Linked DNA regions of Anser cygnoides: region 1 is linked to region 2. A link is a contact called in public Hi-C data. All regions are on one chromosome and are shown on one strand. Each heading gives the region's core, a stretch centred on a gene start, on an enhancer-like site or on the middle of the called end of the contact. The rest is flanking DNA. Distances are from core to core; before and after follow the strand shown. Region 1 has its middle 41 kb from the start of RBBP8. Region 2 has its middle 80 kb from the start of GATA6.

Region 1 (6,567 bases), core at 235-2,734, 230 kb after region 2:
CAACCCAGTCTCAGCCATAACCAGCTACAAGAAGAGAACACAGGAGACATCCTACTCTCAGTTCTCCTCTCAAAAACAAGGCCCAGTCCCTTGTCATGACTCCCCCTAACCCAAAACTCCTGGTGAGTCATTTTCTTTTCCTTGCTGAAAATACTCATCTATGTTGCACTTGAGTCACTGGATTCATTCTGTTCTGATGACTTACACATTTCAGAGAGGATGTTGCTCCAAAAATAATAGGACAGATTCCTCCTTTAATATTTGCAGTCCTGGATGCCATTTCCCCAGTTTAAACAGAGGAGCAGTAAAAATGTGTTCATCCTGTACTTTCCCTACAAAGCAGATTATAGTGACCACTGCTGGAGGCCTCCTGGGCTGAGGGCATATCGGATTTACCAGGGCAAGACTTTTCTCTATCCCTCTGAGATTACATTTTCCTCACCCATGTTGCAACCATGGAAGACTACATTTTACTCTTGTTTTTAAAACTCTAGGGAAAAAGAAAAAAAAAAGGAAAAGGAAAAATAAAACCTTCCTTTAGATATTTCCATTTGCTGAGGAAAAGGGCTGAATATAACCACATTTGGAATATGAAAGCTGAGCATCTCGTTAAATTCATAGTTCCCTCAGACGAGTGGGGCCCGTGGCTGCAGACTGCACGGAGCCTAAAGGCCAGCTGTGTACAAAAGGGCACAGCCAGTTCCTGTATGTGCTCCATAACAGCATGACACATCTCAGGGCTTTTGGACAAAGGGATGTATTTTTCATGTGAAATTGTTCCTTAGCTGTATATTTCTTTGTCTTCTGCCCATGGGAATAACGACACCAGGCCAAGAATGAAAGACTCCTTTAAGTGTCTCCATGCAAATTGGTTTGCCATTCATATTTCTTCCCGACTCGGGAGGTTGACAGGTTGAGGCAATACTAAAAGCTTCTTGGTAATGAAGAAGGGTACCTGAAATCCAAACGTTTTTAAAAACTCGCTCGCTGTATTGAGAACAACTCTTTCTAAAACAGGAGGTTTTGCAGGTAAACTGTACTTTGGTAGTGCCTCCCTGTTCTATAAACTGAATTGATAAGATTCAAGCTAACATTTCATCTTGACATTGCTAATACATGTTTGCGAGCATTCAGTTTACACTTTCAATACAGTCTGTCAGATTAGATCTGTATACCTGCTACTGAATAACAAGGGTACTATTGATTTTTTGTTATTTTCAAGTATTTGTTTTCTTCAGTTGAGCACATTCTATTTATTTTGGCACAGGTAGCAGAGAAACCAAGGCAAGAGACTTAACCTCTTTTTGAAAAGATTTAAGACTTGACAAGCACCAGAGCTTCGTGAAACTGCTTGTTCCCATGGTGGTCTGTGACACAGTATTGTCCTCTTTATGACTTCAGTCACTGTTCGTTCCCTTAATTTTCTGCCTAAGTCTGCAGTGCAGAGGACATGCAGGGGGTGAGTGTAATGACAGTTTGCTCTTGGAGGGACTTGAAAAGTATCTGAAACATGGATTTCTTTTGCCCCCATGGCTCAGTTTGGAGGCTCTGTCAGGTACCTAGCAGTCACCCTCCATCCAGAGTGATACCCGCTTTGCACTGCAAATGCACACACTTTAAAGTGTGGAAGCAATTTGCAAAATTATTTACCTATACCTGTTGCCACATGAATTTAAAAAATATAATAAAAATCCCAAACCCAAGATCAACAACCCAAGCCTGGCTGTTGTTTTCTGGAAAAAGCCACACTATGACAAAGAAATATTTTCTGGCAATAAGTAGCAATGCAATGCAGTGCAGTTGCTTTCCAGCTGATGGGGCTTGCAGTGCCCAGGTGCAGTAGGCACCACACGAAGGCCATGGCAGCCTGGGGTCCCATGTATGACCAGATGCAATACTGCCCCTGGACATGGCTATAGATGCTACTGGCGATTCTGTGCAGTTTATATATTCAGAGAGTAATGCAAACCCAGAACGCAGCGTGTGTGTGTATAGAGATAAATATATTTGCAAAGTCTTAACTACACAGCCTGTTTTCTGCCTTCTTGGTGCGCTTGTGCAGGTATGTGCTCCAATACTGGCACCTAGTGGGGAGTGTGCAGGAGGTGGGTGAGTAAAGAGGTCAGGATTCACAGACACACACGCATTCAGCCCATGAAATACCTGGAATGCTTTTTTTTTCCTGGTTACTGGAAAGTCCTTCCGGCTCAGCGCAATTGTCGCTGGTTTCATCTCGGTGTCTCTCGCAGACTGCCCCCTCCATCTTGTCCTCCGCTCCCTCTCGCCAGAAGGCCTCAGGGCAAGCCTCCGCTCCTCGCCGCGCACCCGCCCTCCCCTGCTCCATCTGGCATCCCTACCTGTGGTCCCCTCCTTCTTGGCCTTCCTCCCGGATCCCCCCACAGCAACCCACCAGCTTTTCCTCCTTTGGTTCTGCCTGCCTTGACCTGGGCCTGGCAGGTCTCTCGGAAAAGCAAATGACCACTGGCGTTGCTTCCTGCCTCGCGGTGCGCGCTCCCGCTTTGGCCTCGGAAGAAAGGACTGCCTCTTACCCAGCGAAGGACTTCTTCCTCCACCCATTCCCATTGCCTGCAGGAACTTTGTGTCCCACAATTGTCCCTTTTTAGCTGAAACAGCAAAAGGCTCAACCTACAACTTCTCCCAAGGCCCACCCTGTGTCATTAGTGTATTTAAAAGGAAGTACCGAGAAGACGTGATGTTCTTGCCAAAAGGCATTTATCTTCTTCTTACCATCTATATGAAAAGGACAACTCTCCCAAGGAGCCTCCAAGATTGGTTGCAAATACTGCAAAGCCAAATTAGAGCTCCTGGGCATCCCAGTTATAGCAGTATATTCTTGCTGATTACAGTGAGCTGAATTACTGCTCAGGTTTGTTCCTGTTGCCAGAGCCCTGGCGTATACCACAGCTGTTGAAGACGTTGCAAGGATGCATTTTCAGTGCCAACCCGAGCAAGATCAACTGCTTCCAGACAGGAACTTGAAGATGGGCAGTTCAGGTGAACTGTCAGTCTTACTGAGAAGGGAAAGATCCCCACTACTGCTGGCTGCAGGACAGACAGACCTTGTGCTTCCTGAATGTGGCAATGGCGTACTGCAATTTTGCTGCTAAAGTCAATGAGCCTGCTGGATCCCTAGCGTTATTTCTTGTTTCCTAAGCTTCTCTCAGTCAAACACTGACCATGTCCAGCCGGCGTAGCGAGAGCGTGCAGTCTTTCCTTTGGTTGAGACATTCATTTCCCATCGTGGATGAAGGCCTTGCTTCCATCCTGAAGGGAAGTTACTGTGGGTGACATTGTTAAACAGCCCTCCATCCTGTACGGTCCGTGACCGTGATTTACAGCCCGTCTCTAGTTACGCACTGATTCAGCTGACTTTTCTCTCGAACAGTTGATCTGAATGCTAAACCTACTCAAGGCTAGCAGCATTTCTGTGATTCATTCTACACAAGGAAACACTGAAAATTTATTAGGATGTTTTTACAGTCCCGGAAATTGCTATGTGGCTCTGTTGCTAACAAAAGAACAGAAATGGCTCACAATCTTATTGAACTTTTTCATATGCATTAGCTGTTATAGGCCTTTGTCATTTATTCAGTTTTTAAGTTAAACACTCTTCTGAGCTGGGATTCTGTAAGACTTCCAGTTCTTGTAATTTTATCACAAGCTTCACTAACATTTGGTGCTTTTCTTAAAGCTCTGGTTCTTGCAATCTCTTGATTTGACCACATGAGAATCTCAGCTTTATAACAAAGAAATAAAAAAATAATAATAATCCTACCCACTGAGATTGTGGAGAACAGTAAAAGAATAACTGTAAAGCTGCTTGCATGCTAGATGGCAAGGAAAACCTAGATCTTTTGTTTAATTTTCAGCAAATTTTTATATCACTCCTCTGATTTCGGCTTATGATTTCTGAATCTCTAAGTGCTGTTGAGGACGTTGTCTGGAAGAGAAGGGAAGGGGACATGAAACTATGCATACTCTGTCCCTCTGTTTGAAATAGCCTTGATTTAGCTTGGCATACGGGCTGAAATCAGGTGCTGATTGTCAAGTTTGACTAATTTTTTTTCCTTTCAGACTTGCTGCTTGCCAGCCTACAGAGGCAGGCAGCAGCTGAACCCTCACCACAACACATAACATAGGGTTCCTCTGCCCAGATTGTCATCAGAGTAGCCATAGGCAAATGACAAGAAGTCTTGGGATTAAGGCAGAATTTTCCATTATTGGGAAACATTTTAATTATTTGGAAAAAAAAATATTATTGGGAAAAGAAGGGTCTGAATCATTTATGCACGTGGCTGCATCCACACCATGCACTGGGCAGGCAGGCTGTACTTTCTGTGTTCGTGTATGGTGATGTATCACCACATCTCACCATGAATTTGCTCTCCATCCAAGCACTGCATACAGCTAGAGAGGAGGACAAAAAGCAGCCTTAGTGGCCTCGGCAGGGAATTACATCATTTATAATGCCGAGTCAAGCAAGTGCTCAGGAGAAAGGTGCAAACCACATGTCAGTTCTGGGAAGGGCATCCTTTCTGATGACTGGTCTCTTTCCAGAATACTCACAGCAGTGCTATGAGTGCCAGCAGTGCATTTGTTAAAGCCAAAAAATTCTTCTGAGTTTTGCATAGTAGGACACAACCTCGGCCCACAGAACTTGCTGTAACTTAATGCAAAATATAACAAATTTGTGTTACACAAAGGGAGGTAACCACAGAAATAACAGTAACAGGATAACACCTCGACTGTGTTGAGCTTCAGGGCTGTGAATCCTTCAGGCTGGGATTTTCAAATAGTATTAGGGTAGTCGGACTTACAGAAGGGTGGATGAGAAATAAAAGACATTGCACTGTTTTTCCCTTAGCATTTGTAGAGTATCTATAACCTTCTGAACCCTCTGCTCACTTCAGTGAGTGCTTAGTCTAACAGGGAATCACGTTATGTCCTGAAAAAAAAAAAAAAAAAAAAAAAAAGCCTGCCTGTTTTTAAGACATGGTATTTTCAAAATAGCATAAAATCTTTTTAATTGCTGATAGAAGACACAGTCAAACAAAAAGACTGAAGGATAGGAACTCAAAGACTGGCCTTTAGGGATACCAAGCATATTTGTTCACACAGTGTTCAGTTATGAAGATTTTATTATGTACCAATTTGAGTTTATACATACCAAATGTTCTTGAGTCAGCGGCACAAGCAGGACTGCCCTGTTCCAGTAGATCTTTTTTCTGCCCTTATGGTGGATTTATTTTATTTTATTTTATTTTATTTTATTTTATTTTATTTTATTTTATTTTATTTTATTTTATTTATTTCTTTTTTCAAATAAAGAATCATCAATAACCATGACAGGGATCCCTCAGTGAATGGACATCCCAGCATGCCACTATGCTTTCTCTGCAGACCAGCATTTCCACAGGCTTAAGGGAAGTCATAAACTACTTAGGAGGAATAGGATTCACAAAGCTGTCCTGGACAGCTTTACTGTTGTTTGTGAACAGGTCCTGGAGGGCGGCTAGCAGCACAAGAGCCCAGCAATGAAAGACAGCAGCAGAGCACCTTGCCCGATTGTGAACAGATGGGAGAGAGAGGAAGGGAACCAGAAGACAAAGGGGAAGAGTGAGGAAATCAAAACTCCCCGTGCTCTCTAAACACTTACTTTGGGAAAACACCCTCTCTATGTATAGTGCTTACAATACAACAAAATTTGTGTCCAAAGCTTATGGAAATATTCACCAAATAAGTTCAAGGAAAATTCAAAAAAAGGACAAACCTACAACTCTGAAGAGCCCCTAGTTGGGACCTGCACTAGTTAAGGGTGGCTCACCTCTACTGCCAATACTGCTACACTGTATTGGCGATTGCACATGAGACCAAAGGGCAGCAAGTGTGTACAACCCACCAAGTGAGCTAGAAGGGGCAGCCACAACCTCCAAGGATGACCAGCTTGCCCCTCTGATTTTGGACGTGCAAAGGGTTAGGCTAAACTCCCATCACACACAAGTATAAATACTCCAGAACTGTTTTGGATCTGGGAGGAGGATTGTGCTCACACCAGTGAGCTCTCAGCCAAGGAGAGTCCAGCAGAGGTGAGTCTCAAGAGAAGAGAGGAGCCATGCATCTGTACAGCCTCCATTTACAGTGGAAATGGGCAGCCCTGATCCACAAATCCCAACTCACCACACACGGTAGCCTTTTTAGGCGGAGAACGATGATCATGGCAGCTCCTCCCTCATTTTGCCCCTTGGGGCTCCCCACCATTCACTTTGGGCAAGCATCCATGTCTACCTCTCTCCTCAGCTGACCTCTCCCTTCACATGAGTGGCATCAGTTCACTGATGAGATAATCAAACCAAGTGCCTTTTGTTGGGCTTTTTGTTGGCTTAGCCATGCAGCCAGATTTTATTTTTAAAGAAGACCATGAATTAGTTAGGCATGTAACTAGCACCTAAACAAGCAGCCTCCTTTTGAAGCACTAGTAAGGAGTGTGGGGAAGAGGGTCTTATGTTATATATAAATCACGTTTTATAATGGGTACCTAAGAGCAGA
Region 2 (6,106 bases), core at 2,074-4,573:
CATGTAAATGAGTTAGATAAGAAAAACATATCTTCAGGAGCAGGACTGGGACACCAGACATTTAATTTTAGACTTCATCTGCTGTGCTGAGTCAAACTGTGACACCAAGATTTGGCAGGCCACTGCCCCACTACCAGCCTACCTATCCCTGCGATGTCCTTCCACAGGGTGTGAGGATGCACACATGGCTCTATAGGACAGCTAGTGGTATCTCCTGTAACTTTCCAGGACAAGGAAAGGACTTTAATGTTTTTGATTTGGTCTCTAGTGTTTTGGATTTGGTATGGCCTTTTTCTTTCTGTTCATCTTCAATTATCAAATAGGGCTGCCTTACTTTTACAGACGATATGTAATTTTGAGAGAAAATCAATGTAGGTATCATAGTTGTGCCTGGAATTCTTGGATTTATCCCATCATTTCCCACAAAATAAGCCCTGGCCATTTTAACAGATACAGGTGTTAAACCATTAAGCTAAACAGCTTGAATGCTTTTACGGTTATTAATAGTGGTGGCCTGCAGCTGCCATTTTTTTCTAGAGAAGGCAGGTAAGGACTTGATACATCCTAGGTTGTGCTCTTCCCTGTCATGGCTGAATGCTAACTTGGGCAATTCTCTGTAAAACTGCAGCATTACACCTTTGCTTGAATGGTTGGGATTGCTTAAGACATCTTCATGGCGTGGTGTCCTCTCAGTGATAGCTAGCAGTGAGAGCAGAAGTGTGGTATGGCCATGATAACATAATATTCTTCATGAATTAATACATTGGATTTTGCCGAAGGGTAGCTATCTGAGACGAGGTCAGTAGTACCGCAGCTGTTTCTGTCACCTTGCCTAGGAAGCTGGAGGCACACCACTGCATTGTGCATGGTAGATTTACCCCTAAATGCTTTAGAAGAAGGTTGCTAAGAAGCTGTCTATATCCTTGGATGAGTTGCCAATGGATTAGAAGCAAAGTCACCTGAAAGGTACAGACTTTCAATGCTTGAGTGAAAGTATCTCTCCACATTCTTTCTTTTTTATTATTATTATTTTATTTCCTCCTGGTACAGAAAGAACATCTGAGGGAAGAAGGGGAAGCTAACAAGCCTAGCTTATTTTGCTGTAAAGTGTGTACATGCAGCACTGGAGAACACTGCAGATATCTGTGAGTCTGGACAGGTTAAAAAAAAAAAAAGAAAGGGGAGGGGAGGGTTAATGAACTGTGAGGTGACTGATGGTATTTCTAACCCGAAGGAGAGCTGGCCGCCTCAGAGCTGAGGTTGGTGGTGTTACCCACAGTAACTGCTAGCTCGTGTTTGTGTGTAGTTCGTTTTTATTTTATTGTTCGGGTCAAAGATAAGCCAGTGGCTCTGTTAAGTGTGGTGAATATCTGGGAATAGCAGCGTGGTTCTGCTGAGCACCGCTGCCAAGACTAGAGCAAGCCAAGGGAGAGTGATTCTTTTGTCAGGGACAGAAATGTGGTCTGACACAACTTTCTTATCAGAGGGAAGGATTTTTCACTTCAGGAGGAAGTTTGGCTGGGAATGCATTGGATAACATTTCTCATTTTTTCAGGTCTGCGGGAAGTCCTGTATAAATGCATTTTCCATTAGTATAATAGCTGTGTTACTGTCCCTCCTCTCTAGAGAATGTTAGTGGCTGTGGATGTGGGCAATAACATAAAGAAGACTAAAACGCTCTTAATCTGTGTGAGTCAGCAAACATACCTTGCATGTTCACAGCCAGGAGCCATTTGCTCTTGGCTCATGCCACAGAGTAGGCAAAACGTGGTTCTCTTTTTTTTCTAATTTTTCATTCCAGGAATTTCTGAAGTTTCCCTTGATCCTTTCCAAACCATCGGGTTGTAGTTAAATTAAAACCTGGCCTTTTCTTTTGGTGAATACTTTGTGTAACTGGTAGTGTTTGTGTGGGTTCCAGCCTCAACTTGGATCACTTTGTTTAAAGATTGGGAGCCTACATGTATTATAGAGAAACTGCATTAACGAAGTTGAAGAGATGTGTCTTCTAATTGCAGCCATGAGACTGGGATTTGTTAGATTTGATTTTTGAGTTTTCTGGGAGTCTTCACTCAAACCACATAGTTTGTGTTTCCTCTCATTCCTATGTGTAAAATGAGGAAAAAGTTATACTTGATGGTACTAGAAGAGATCAGCTAGTGTATGCAAAAAAGCCTAGAAGTGAATAAATGAGCTCCTGAGCAGCTAACACGCCTCCCCTGCCAGCCCCTTGCATGGTGGTATACCGGCTGTGCAGTGGTGTCAGACCTTTTTGTGGTGGAAAACTAAAATCTAGCTCCAGTGCTAGCTCACAGGCCTGCCAAAGACCAAACAGGCAAAAAATGGACTATTGTCTTCCACCTCCCAAGCAGCGGGAATTATTAACTTATTAATTAACTAGTAATCACATACAAATATGTATTTTATTATAGTTAACAAGTAACAGTCGTTATGTTTTAAAGCAGCTGGTGGAAGAAATCCACGTTGAATAAAGGCATTGAGCTGCAATATCAAGGAGGGGTGACGAAGTGCCAGCTCTGGACGTCCTTGGGTTTCGGCCTCGCGGTGCTGGTGGTGCTGCGGTGCTGGGTGAGCTGCCAGAGGGTGTCACTGCATGCGTTACGGAGAGGGAAGAACGAGGTGAGGAAAGGGAATAAAAGTTCAAGTGTAAATTTCAGTTTCGTTGTTGAGCTAGAAGTAAATACAGAAACATGGATGAATCAAATCCTCACTTTCCTGGAGATTACAAACATTTCCTGGAGATGCTTAATTATATTGAAATGCTTAATTATATTTATTTATTTATATGTTTTTTGAAATAAATATCCCGGCTGTTCAGGACCAGATCCTCTGATATAAAAAGTCACATTACTGCTGACTTCCATACCCATTCTGTCCCTGAGTTGTTTCCAAGTGCTGACTGTTATGCACGACGTGGATAACGCTGGTTTTAAAAAAAAGAGAGAGGAAAGAAAACCAGAGCAGGCTCTCCTCAAATCCTTCAAAACCTCCTGTATGAAATTGTTGGTGTTTGCAGACCTCAGTGCCAAAGGTCGCTCTGGCTGAGGGCGCCCGTCTTCCCCCGCCAACTCGCCGTCCCCACAGGCAGGCTGGCTGTGGAGCTAGGCCCTCACAGGCCGCTGCCACCAGAAGACGCACGTGTATGTGCTCGGCCAGCCCGAAATACACCAGCCTTGCTGGCTCTGGGCTGTTTACGTGATGTACATTACTACCTCGCGGTGCCTGCACTTTCGGAGAGGCCTCTTCCCCGCAGGCCGTTGCCAAGGCCCGCGCTGTCTCTGTGCGTGTTATCGCGAGGATGACAGTTTAAACAGGGCTTATCGCTGTGTATTCAATCAAGGTTTATGAGGGCTGATAAAGATGTCACCTAGTTGCTTTGTGTGTTCATTAAAACGCTATTCCTCGGTAGGACTTCACTGTATTATGTTCTTTTTTTTCCCTTTCTTCACCGATTTTAGCTATCTTCTGAGGAGAGGTGTACGTGTATGAAGGGGAGGTGTGCTTGCTTTAGCACCATTATTTCTGCAGGGAAGAATTAAAAAAAAAAAAAAGAAACTAGTTTGGTTGACCCAACGTTATCTGCATTTAATATCTCGTGTTATCAGAATTGCTTATTTAATAATTCAGTAAACTTTTCCTAGGTTTAGCTTGCCCGTGGCAGTAAAGCGATTTGTGTGCACTTTATCTGCTGTGTGGTGCGGTGGCTACAGCACAGGGGGGGCTGCTTGTCCCTAGTGATGCTTGGACGTTCCTTGCCGCTTGCTGCATGCAGACCCGCTCATCTCTTTTCCTGATGGGTGGAAACGGTGTACTTGCGACACAGAAATGTAAACCTACTTGGTGACTTGGTTCAGTTGCAAGTCAAAGCCTGAGGAATGATTGCTAGAAATAAATAGGTACTCATGTAAAATGTGTCGATAATTTTCATGTTATCTGGATATGATGAACAGTAACAGAAAATGGACAAAAATATTTTATTTTATTGTGTTCTAAGCTTCATTTTTTATTTTTATTTTTTTTCCCCTTGATCCATATCCTTTTCCCAGCTATAGTTTAGAATAAGTACACTGGCCTAATTGTATCTGGTAACATTTCCATTTCTGCCGATCTTCAGATAATCTCATTTTTACAGTAAGCAGAAGTTGTTCTGTTGCATTTTTGTTGTTTGAGTAAAATTTGTTGTAAAACAAAGCAGATACACAAAACCATAATGAAAAATGATTAGTTGCAGCTGTTTGCTGTATTATATAAGAGGGGAATGTCTAAGGAATCTATTGGCTAAAAAAAAAGTTGAAAATATCTAACAGACTCAGGACCCTAGCTCAGTCAGAAATCAGTTGAGATTAAGCCCGCGTGTTTAAGCTTTTTTGAAAAATGGGGAGAAACTGAATATCCTTAGTTGATTCCTTAGAGCCCCAGGCCACGGCAATTTCTTGTTGTTTATGCTGCAGCATATTGGCCCTCTCTGTATCCTACAAACTTTGTGAATACTGATAGCTGTCGGCATTTCACAAATGATTCTTTCACTTTTGTTTACAATTGCTGCTGGCAGGCACTGGGCTATCTAAGGCTTTAATGCTGTGCATGTGCTTTCATAATAAAATGTTATTCTATGAGGATAATAACACTTACTAGAGATCAGTATTAAAATTAAAAACAGAGCCTCTCCACCATCACTTGTTAACACTTCTAATGATTGTTTGCTTATTAACACTAATTTGTTATACGCTTCCATTTTAGCTCTATGATGTCTGGTCTAAGCATGAGGCACTTCTGTGTATAGTAATTATGCATAACCAGGCTGATCTCTGTAATAAAAGTTACTGTAGCATGATCTGGTCTGCTTTCTGTGAAATGTTTTATATTGGAACCAATTGTTGACCCCTGCCTTATCAATTCACTCTATCTGTTTGTCTTTAAACAGGAGTCACGGTAGTCTCTGGAATATTTGCCTGGGATGAAGCTATTTTAGCTGCTGCACTGGTGTCCATTTAACCTTGATCATGAAACACTCGCTGGTCATCCAGCAGTACAGAACTTTTTGAAGCAGAATTGCTATTGTTTGTGAATAGAATCTATGGAATATAGCAGAGTGGAGATCCTTAGGGCTTACTCCTTGGTGCTTTATGAACACAATACTGTGCTTTTTACATTTTGCTCTTTATTATCACTACAAAGCCTCTGTGGGCTCCAGAAGAGAATTAAGAGACCACTTTACTAATGTATTGTGCAAACAAATAACAAAAATACAGGTTTCACTAGACACTGTGCGCAGCAATGCCATCTACCTGCCTGCTTGTGTGTGGGAAGCATCTTCAGATTACACCATCATCTTCTGATCTGGATATCTCTAAGAAAGCTTTATTCATTTTTAAGATTTTATATATTTTTTTCTGTTTTCTTTTGTTTTGTTTAACAGTCTCTCCCTTTGCCTACCTTAAAAATAAACAAATGCAAAAAAAGATTGTCAACCTCTTCGTTTTCTTAAAGCATTATACCGTGGTCAGTCTGAAAGCATAACTAATTTGCCTTTTGGTATTTTTTGGAGTTAAAATAGAAAATACCTTGATTCCAGCTTGCTGATGGGTTGAGAAAGCCTCGTTCACACCGTAAGCCATTTTGGCAGGGTGTGGAAAGGGGATCTGAAGCAGGGCAATAAAATATGCCTTTGGAAAGATTTCCAGTTTCTGTGCAGAGGTCCCATCCCCGATGCATTTGCTTACACAAATTCTGCTAAATCACCAGAACATGATTACCATCCAAAAGCTCATCTGTCTTTGAATGTATATTGATTTCTATTTCCTCATTTAAATCCAGAATGTTTATGTGAGCAGAGTATTGATGGGGCTGAAAATCTGGCGATAATTCGGTATATAAAAAAATAAACACTCTTAAATATTAACAATGCCAAGAGATCACTGGTCTGTTTCTACCTAGCTGAATGGGAAGGCATTCTCAGTGCAGAATAATTAACTATTTCCTTTTGTTCTTCGTTGGGTCAAACAATATATTCACCTGTGTTCATACAGCTCTCATTTTAGCCACACCTGGTAGTTGTTCCACCGACAGTATCAAACCTTGAACGTGT

The links. Hi-C and Micro-C count contacts between places; a contact is called where the count stands out from the background.
Region 1: a contact with region 2 is called in a Hi-C map of liver, with 4 times the contacts expected there. The contact joins two enhancer-like sites. A contact is called at or near these places in 5 of 7 Hi-C or Micro-C datasets (fetal liver, granulosa cells and liver).

Annotation. Positions count from the first base shown.
Region 1 is chr2:113,843,702-113,850,268 of Taihu_goose_T2T_genome, forward strand. No RefSeq gene overlaps it. Among named protein-coding and RNA genes, the nearest start is that of RBBP8, 41 kb to the right of the region's middle. Within about 2 kb of position 1,485, at least 1 of the 3 cell types and tissues checked has open chromatin away from gene starts, as enhancers often do. A contact at or near this core is called in liver, where this site is marked.
Region 2 is chr2:113,606,883-113,612,988 of Taihu_goose_T2T_genome, forward strand. No RefSeq gene overlaps it. Among named protein-coding and RNA genes, the nearest start is that of GATA6, 80 kb to the right of the region's middle. Within about 2 kb of position 3,324, at least 2 of the 3 cell types and tissues checked have open chromatin away from gene starts, as enhancers often do. A contact at or near this core is called in liver, where this site is marked.